Linked DNA regions of Sus scrofa: all the other regions are linked to region 1. Evidence: chromatin contacts called from public Hi-C data. All regions are on one chromosome and are shown on one strand. The core of a region is the stretch at or near the end of the contact, and the rest is flanking DNA. Distances in the headings are between cores, read along the strand shown.

Evidence for each region. Hi-C and Micro-C count contacts between places; a contact is called where the count stands out from the background.
Region 2: a contact with region 1 is called in a Hi-C map of skeletal muscle, with 5 times the contacts expected there. The contact joins the promoter of ZHX2 here to the promoter of TBC1D31 in region 1. A contact is called at or near these places in 3 of 47 Hi-C or Micro-C datasets (heart right ventricle, liver and skeletal muscle) and 1 of 2 datasets of contacts at active chromatin or transcription factors (alveolar macrophages).
Region 3: a contact with region 1 is called in a Hi-C map of liver, with 3 times the contacts expected there. The contact joins the promoter of WDYHV1 here to the promoter of TBC1D31 in region 1. A contact is called at or near these places in 3 of 47 Hi-C or Micro-C datasets (heart right ventricle, liver and skeletal muscle).

What each region holds. Positions count from the first base shown.
Region 1 is chr4:16,286,460-16,289,159 of Sscrofa11.1, forward strand. TBC1D31 (TBC1 domain family member 31) reads right to left here and starts at 1,350. Exons shown (of 20, transcript XM_021088972.1): 1 at 1,053-1,350.
Region 2 is chr4:16,552,563-16,555,262 of Sscrofa11.1, forward strand. ZHX2 (zinc fingers and homeoboxes protein 2) reads right to left here and starts at 1,297. Exons shown (of 5, transcript XM_021088974.1): 1 at 147-1,297.
Region 3 is chr4:15,997,660-16,000,359 of Sscrofa11.1, forward strand. It overlaps WDYHV1 (protein N-terminal glutamine amidohydrolase), which reads right to left and starts at 1,277. Exons shown (of 6, transcript XM_001928505.4): 1 at 817-1,277. The coding sequence starts at 905.

The sequences.
Region 1 (2,700 bases), core at 100-2,599:
GAATACGCAGAGCACAGACAATTTTTAGGACAATGTAAATACTTTGTATGAGATCATAAAGGTGGATAATGTCATTATATGTCTGTCCGGATCTACAGAATGTAGAATACCTAGAGGGAATCCTAATGTGAAATGTGAACTCTGGGTGATAAAGATGGGTCAGTGTAGGCTCATTAATCGCAACAACTGCAGGTCTGGTGGGGGATATCCATAATGGGGAGGCTAGGCAGGTGTGGGGGCAAGGGGGTACATGGGAAATCTCCATACCTTCCTCTCAATTTTTCTGTGAACCTAAAACTATCCTAAAGAAATAAAGTCTATTAAAAAAATAAAATGGAACAGCAGCAGTGCTAGTCTTACTTGAAGGTCGCCCTACGTTGTAAATACAACTGCTCCCCCTTCCCGCCACCATCACCACCACACACGTTAATACGTAAACTCCAAGAGAACCAGCAGTTTTTTGCTCTCCAGCTGTCCCCCAGCACTTAGCTCGGCACACAGTGGGTCCTCATCAAGCCGTCGATGAATGAATGCTCGCCTGAATACAGACCATGATTCGAGGATGGATAGACGGCATTTGGAAGGGGGAGAAGTGCACTCGTCTCCTCCTCTCCCCGCATCCGTTCCTCCTGAGTTCTTTCCCAGCTGGAATACTTAACAAATATTTACTGAGTATCTACTGCGTGCCAGGAATACCACAGGGATACTGTGATAATTAAGGCAGGCAGTCCTGGCACGCATCAGAAGCACAAATTCCCTGACATAAATCAGGACCTATTACTCCACGCGGATCCCAAACAGACCCCCGCCCCTAGGACTGGGAAGGAGGTCTTTAAGGACCAAGTGGTCGGAGCAAACCAAGACTAAGGCTACCTGCATTCCCCGGGGATTCCGCGCAGGATCAGAGCCAGAACCCGAATTTCCACCTAGCCCTACGCACCCCGTCCGGAGACCCTTCCCACTAGCCCCTCAAACGCCTCTCCAAAGCCGTGGACTCGCCCGTCGCCGGCCTCCATCCCCATCCATAGCGCGCCTCCTGCCGCGGCCTTTACCCGTCCCGTGTGGCCGGGGATGGCTTCCGGTGCCATATTTTGCCGCTCTCCTTGTTGCCCAGGTCTGTGCTCTGCATGTCGCAGCCCACGCGCTGCTGCAGCCGGCCTGGCGAACAACGGTTCCGGCGCTTTCCCGGCAGGCCCTACGCTCCGGCCCGGGAAACTTGAGCGCCGGCGGCTACCGCCCCGGTCCGCCGCGGACCGTACCAACTACGGGCAGGACGCCGTCTTTCCATTTACAACTAATCGGGAGGCGGCTTCCTCCCAAACTCCGCCCAGGCGACCCTTCCCGCGCTAGACCATGGGATCGGCCAACGACCAACTCTCTCTTAGATTCCGCCCCCTTTCGCGGTCCAAAGCCTTCTGGGAATCGTAGTTTTCTGCAGGTGCAAGGCGAGAGCGAGGAACTGGCTAGGGAATTCTGTTCTCTGGGGGCCTCGCAGGGTTTTAGGCTCCCAAAGGAGGCGATAAAGTGATTTTCCCCAGTGGTCTCTGATTGCGTTTCACATTGTGTTTAGGGATTAAGGGATTGTACAGAAAACTAATAGAAGCCAGGATCCAAATGCATTTAGAATTGAAGGGTTTCTTTTAGAGAACACTTGGGTTCGAAAAGAACCTTTGTGGAGCCCACCCTTGGTCTTTTCACCATTGCTGTGAATGTTGTTTCAATTCCATAGTCTAACAAGAGATTCTTGTATTATGGCGTCCAATACCCCAGTTATACACCAGTAAAGCGATGTCTTCAACAACTTGCATTGACGCCAGAGAAATTCTTTTTTTAAAAAAATTCACTTAGAACTTTAACAGTGCTTACTAGGTATCAAACACACTTCTAAGTTCCTTAGAATTTTAATTCATTTAATCCTCAAAGCAAACCTACAACTCTAGTAGCATTACCATCGCCATTTTTACTGCTCTATGAGGTAATGTATTGGCTTCCTGACAAACTTGGTGCATAAGACGACAGAAATTTATTCATTTGCAGTTCTGGAGCTCAGAGTCTGAATCAAGGTGTTGGTTGGCCACGCCCTCCAGAGGCTCTGGTGAAGTATCTTTGCCTCCATTTTCACATCACTTTCTTTCCTTTAATCTCTATTTGAATCTCACTTTGTTTTTGCTTGTTTGTTTATTTTTGTCTTTTTGGGGCCGCACTCTTGGCATATGGAAGTTCCCAGGCTAGGGATTGAATTGGAGCTGTAGCCAATGGCCTACACCACAGCCACAGCAACTTGGGATCTGAGCCACTACTGCGACCTACACCACCAATCATGGCAGCGCTAGATCCTTAACCTACTAAGAGAGGCCAAGGATCGAACCCACATCCTCATGGATACTAGTCAGGTTCATTAACTGCTGAGCCACAACGGGAACGCCTCACTGCTTTTCTAAGAACACCTGTCACTGCAGGGTAAAAGTGAGATTTTAAATGCATATATAATGCTTTTTTAAAATATTGGAGTTCCCGTCGTGGCTCAGTGATTAACGAATCCGACTAGGAACGATGAGGTTTTGGGTTCGATCCCTGGCCTTGCTCAGTGGGTTAAGGATCCAGCGTTGCCGTGAGCTGTGGTGTAGGTTGCAGACACAGCTTGATCCCACATTGCTGTGGCTCTGGCATAGGCTAGCAGCTACAGCTCCGATTCGACCC
Region 2 (2,700 bases), core at 47-2,546, 270 kb after region 1:
GTCCCATTAACAACACATTTTCGGGAGCCGCGGCGGCGGCGGCGGCGGTGGGAAAGTTGGGCTGGAGTGGCCGGTGCCCGGCGTGCGGGGCTCGGGGCCGGCCGCGCCGGGCGGGGGGTGCTCCGCGCCGGGGCGAAGTTTCTTACCTGCGCCGGGGCTGGGAACGCGGGGACCCGGGCTGGGAACGTGGAGACGCGGCACGGGCGTTCCAAAATGGAACTCTGCTGGCTCCCCCCACCCACTCCCCACTCCTCACCGGGCGCCCGGCTCGGGCTCCGTGGGAAAGAGGGGGAAAGCCAGCCTGCCAGACAGACAGACAGAAGAAGCCCCCGTACGGAGAACAGTGGCCAAAATTTTTAAAAGAAAAAAAAAAAAAAGAAGGAAAAAAAAAGGGGAAAAAAATGTCTCGATCAGTGGGGAATCTACGCCAAAACCCACATGATCTGTAACGTCAGCATGCGTATTTGCATACGATACCACCACCCGAGCTGCCACCCGGGCTCGGGTTCCGCAGAAAGTTACAAAGTGAAATTCAGCCCCCTCCGGAGACGCCGGCGAAATGTCATTTTCAGGCGAGAGCTGGGGGGGAGGCCAACCCTAAAGGCGCTGGTTACTAGCCAAGGTTGGGGGGTGGGCAGTAAATTAACTTAAAAGTCTGAGCCCAGTAACGGACTCGGTGGAATTTCTGCGAGGGGAGGAGGGGGAGGCGCGAGCGAGATCATTGAATATTAAGCACGACCCGGCGCGGCGGCCGCGGCCAAACCCTCCTGGTGCAATACCCATTTTCTTTATGAAAAGTTCAAGGTGTCACTGATGAGCTCGACAAACTGTTGATCCTAACCACGTGGAGTGGCCGACGGAGGGACCGCTGGGCGCGGCTGCTCGCTGAGCGGGCGGCACCCGGGACCCCGCGTCCCTCCTGCAGAGCAAACGGCAGCGCGCGGGTGGGGCCGCCGCAAGCCCAGGGCGCTGCCTGCGCTTTCTCCCGCCCTAGGACTCAGGGAAATAATAACAACTTAAAAAAATTTTTTTTTTCTTTTTTAAAGCGAGACACATTTAACTCCTGGAGTAGTAATAAGAGGGCTCGGAGTAGGGAGGGTAAGGAAGAGCCCCCACTTATATAACGACTCGAAATTAGATGACTTTTGCTGAAGAGATTCTGAGATTTCCGCTTGCGCCAGGTCTGAGGTTGGTTAAACATCCTCAAACTTTTTTTCCTAAGAGCCAATAAACAAACAGACGCCCTGGGAGCTGACTTAAACTCTTGTCGGGCCAGCGCTCGCTGGGATTCTCAGACTTCGGAGAAATGCACACCCCTGCGGCGCTGGCAGGGAAGTCCCTCGGAAGCGAGGCGGGTCACTTTCGAAACTGGGACTCTGGCCTTCCCGGCGGGAGGGCATCCCTAACCGCCGCCGCCCCCTGGATCCCCTCGGGCGGCTTAGAGCAAAGGCAGGTCAGAATCTCGCTGCCCTCCGCCCGCGGCCTCGGGAACCGTGAACTCGCGTTTTGGGCGCGGCGCTTCAGCTGCAGTGTTCAGCTAAGGGCTCCAAGGGATTTGGGATTCAGGGGACGCTTTGGCATTTCACAGAACCTGTCTGCGCCGCCTGTCCCTGCCAGGTGGACCAGTTTCTCCTCGGTGGGCATCTCGACGCGTCAGCATCTCCCAAGTGTGTGCTGAGTGCGAGCGCGCACTGGGCGAGCGGGGGCCAAGGGGATGCTGTCTGGGGTCTACTTTTGACATTTTGAGAGCAGCAAGAAGACAAAGGGAGCCTGGGGCTGGGAGGCTCCGCGGAGTCCCCGCCCGCGCTGAGGATTAGCAGGCGCGGAGCGTCGGGGCTTCCCGGCCAGCCTTAGCTTGGGGGGAATTAGAACGAACTCTAGCGGCGGCTTGCGACTCGGCTCTGGGCGCTAGGACAGCAACAGGTGGCCGTGTGCGGCGGAGTGGCTGGAGGCGAGGACGGAGACGGGGTGAAAATGGCTGGCTCCCGGGCTGACTGCGTGGTCAACGCATTGGTTGACCTTTTGGCATTTTCGTTTCTGAGGCTGAGGAGAAGAAAGCAGCTGAAAGGCTTTCTCAGGGTCTCCCTTTAGGGCTCCAATTTCTCCACCAGAACCTGTTCTTTGGGTTCCCAGAAATTTTTACAATAAAAATAAAAATAGCTCATATGCAAAACTTTCTACTGGCTTGCACCTGTTTGTTCCGTTATTGCTGATGCAGGGTTGTTTGTTAACGGTGCAGGAAACCAGGTACTGGCTTTGAAGGAGGTCTCTTTTCCTAATGCTCTCAGATCTGAGAGGCAAACTGCCCAGGTTCTTAAAGGATTTATTAAGAACTTCCTGGGTGACTATGATCCAGATGCTATCGCATCTTTCTCAAACTCATTCCATATCTACTGTCTAACATCCTAATGTGCTTGCTGTCAATATCAGAATTTAGGGATGCTGAGTTTTTTTCCTCTTCCCTCAAGGATGTGCATGAAGAGAGAAAGAAAAAGAAAACAATCCCACCAACTATAATATTTTTATATTGCTTACTCTTGACTCTTCCAGGTCATTCCACTGCTTCCCTACGCCCCCCCCCCATAACTACAGTTCCCTGTTTCCATGGAAGTTACTGAAACCTTAAGAAAGTTGTATCTGTTCTGAGGCTGCACCTCCTTTTGCTGGTCATCCACTTAGAAGGGATTTCTATAAGCCATG
Region 3 (2,700 bases), core at 27-2,526, 290 kb before region 1:
TGAGCTGTGGTGTAGGTTGCAGACGCAGCTCGGATCCCGCCTTGCTGCGGCTGTGGCATAGGCCGGTGGCTACAGCTCTGATTAGACCCCTAACCTGGGAACCTCCACATGCCGGTGGGAGCAGCCCAAGAAATGGCAAAAAAAAAAAATAATAATAATAATAAAATAAAATGGGGATAAGAGTACCTACCTCCTAGTGTAATTGTGGGTTTCAAACGAATTCATTTACGCAACCGCCTCAGAACAATGACTAGCACATGTGAAGTGTTATGTATAAATTTAACCGTTATTACAATGAGTACTAGGTGGTTAAGATTTTGGTATCTGGTATAACAGGGCCTGAAATGGATTCCTGGCTGCTATTAGCTGGGTGACCTTGGGAATGTTACTGCAAAAACTTTGCACCCCCATTCTCTTCCAAAATTAAAATGACCTTCATTATCAGCAGAATAATATTCAAAGACCCTCTGCACTCCGCCTCCATCTCCACCTCCCCTTCTTGGACCCCCCAAACGCTGAGGTCCGCTGAGAAAAATCCAAGCGAAAAACGCCAGGCTGAAGCAGTGCACTTACCGACCCTGCCATTCCTGGCGAATTCCGCCCCCCCCCCCCCACGCACACACCACACCCTCCCGCAACCCAAATACCCAAGCTCAACTCAAGGGACAAGGGCTGCCATTCCCTCTCTCTCCTCCCCTCAAACCAGAAAACCCGCCAGTCCCGGCCCAGAGGGGCCGGGAAGAGGCGGGGCCCAGCTGCAACGCCAGGCCGGGTGGGCAGGGGAGATGCCGGGGGCTGGCCCCTGCGCCGCCTCACCAGTAGCAGCTGTTGTAGACGCAGGCGTCCCGCGGGGGGCTGGCCGGCTGGTAGTGGGCTGCTGCGGCGACGGGGACATCCCCCTCCATGGCGGGCCTGGGCACGGGCCTAAGGCCGACGGACGAGACAAGCCCCGGCGGCGGGCTTCGGGGGAGGGCCCGATGCTCAACAAGCAGCGCGGGTTCTCGTGGCGGAGTGGGCGGAGCCTGAGATCGACCGCCCGTGGTGTTCCCGGGTGGTGGGGCCTAGGGCACGGTAGGCGGAGCCTGGGCCAGCGTGTGGCGCAGGATTCCAACGCACCCAGCTTGAGATGCGCGTTCTGGATTGCGGGGGGGTGGAGCCAAGGTAGGGGGGGTTTAGTGGGAGGACGCGGGCAGCTCTGCTTTGGTGGAGCAAGTTCTGGTGGGCGGATTCTGGGCGGGGAGAGGCGCAAGGACTTGGCGTGAGAAGGCCCGGTCGAGGTGGGCGGAGCTCGAGGCGCGCGGCGCTTTCTGCCAAGAGGGTGGAGCCAAGAATGGATCCGGGGTGGTGCGAGCAGCGTGAGTTCACAGTGGGCGGAGCCCGGGGCGAGGAAGACCGCGTGGTTCCTGGTGGGCGGAGTCCGCTAGGTGGGTGGGGCCAGAAGTTGGGCGGTGCGGCACGTGGTCCTGGCAGGGGGCGGGGCCAGGCACGAGGGAGGGTTTGTTAACTGGGCGTGCCAGTCCCGGCCGGGAGAGGAGAGGTCTCTGGCACGTGGCTTGAGGGAGGAGTCCTGGGAGGGCTTGGATTCGGTAATCGGTGCTCTGTGATTTTCTCGGCGGAGCGTGAGACAGACTCCAACCCATCGCCAGCTGTGGAAGTTGAGACTCGGAAGACTCCACGTATGCAAGTGAAATTAGAGGACCTTGCATGTGAAAAACAAAGATTTAGCACTTTGAGCCTGGAGTTGGAGAGAACCCGGGGTAGGGGGAAAGAGGTTGGTAGAAGGAGGTTAATTCCAAATATGACCGCATGGAGGATGGTGTTCGGGATAATACTCCCAACTCTCAGCATATTGTAACTTTTTTAATTAGGTGAAATTATGTATTGGCTAAGAAATGTATATTTATTTTTTCACATATTAAGTAAGAAAAAAATTTGAGACCCTTCATGATATTCTTTTGGTATTAATCATATATATTTGTTTATTTGCTGGCAGTCTGGAAGGAAAGACACCGAACTGTTAAAAAGTGATTATCTCTGGTGAATGAATGGTAGGATTTTCACTTTAGATTTATATCTTTCTGAATGTTTATATTTGCAAGGGACATAAATGGCTGATCAAGATATTTATTACCCGTTATAAAATCTGAAATTGTTAGGTTGGTTTATAGGCCATACATAGATTCTCCCAGTCTTACCAATTCAAAAGTCCTAAAGATTTTGAAAATAAGTCATTGTGTCAGTTATCATTGTATCGCCTCTCAGATCCAAATACACACTTTAGCATTGGCCCCATGATAAATAACGGAATTATTTTAAGCACTTCTCCTTCAAAGTGGGCACAACATGAAATCTTCTCAGTTACCTACACTGAAGGAAAATGCTTTCTGCAGTTCCTGAGAGCAGACCAGAAATGTGGACTAGAAGTAGGAGGGTGGTCATGAGAATAATACCCAGTAGGATCTGCCCAGCCACAGACCCAAACTCGGTCCTTCTATCACCTTGAAGTTTTAGCCTGGCAATAACTTTCACGCAGCCCTCTTGGCAGAGAAACCAGACTCCTGTGCAGCTTGCAGGCAACCACCTGCCCCTTGTCCTCCAGGAAGCCTTTCGTCTGTGGGAGCCCAGGGTCACACACTCCACAGCCCTTCATTCTACTCTTTCATTCCCCCCAGGCATCTTCAAGACCTTCTGTCTCTGCTG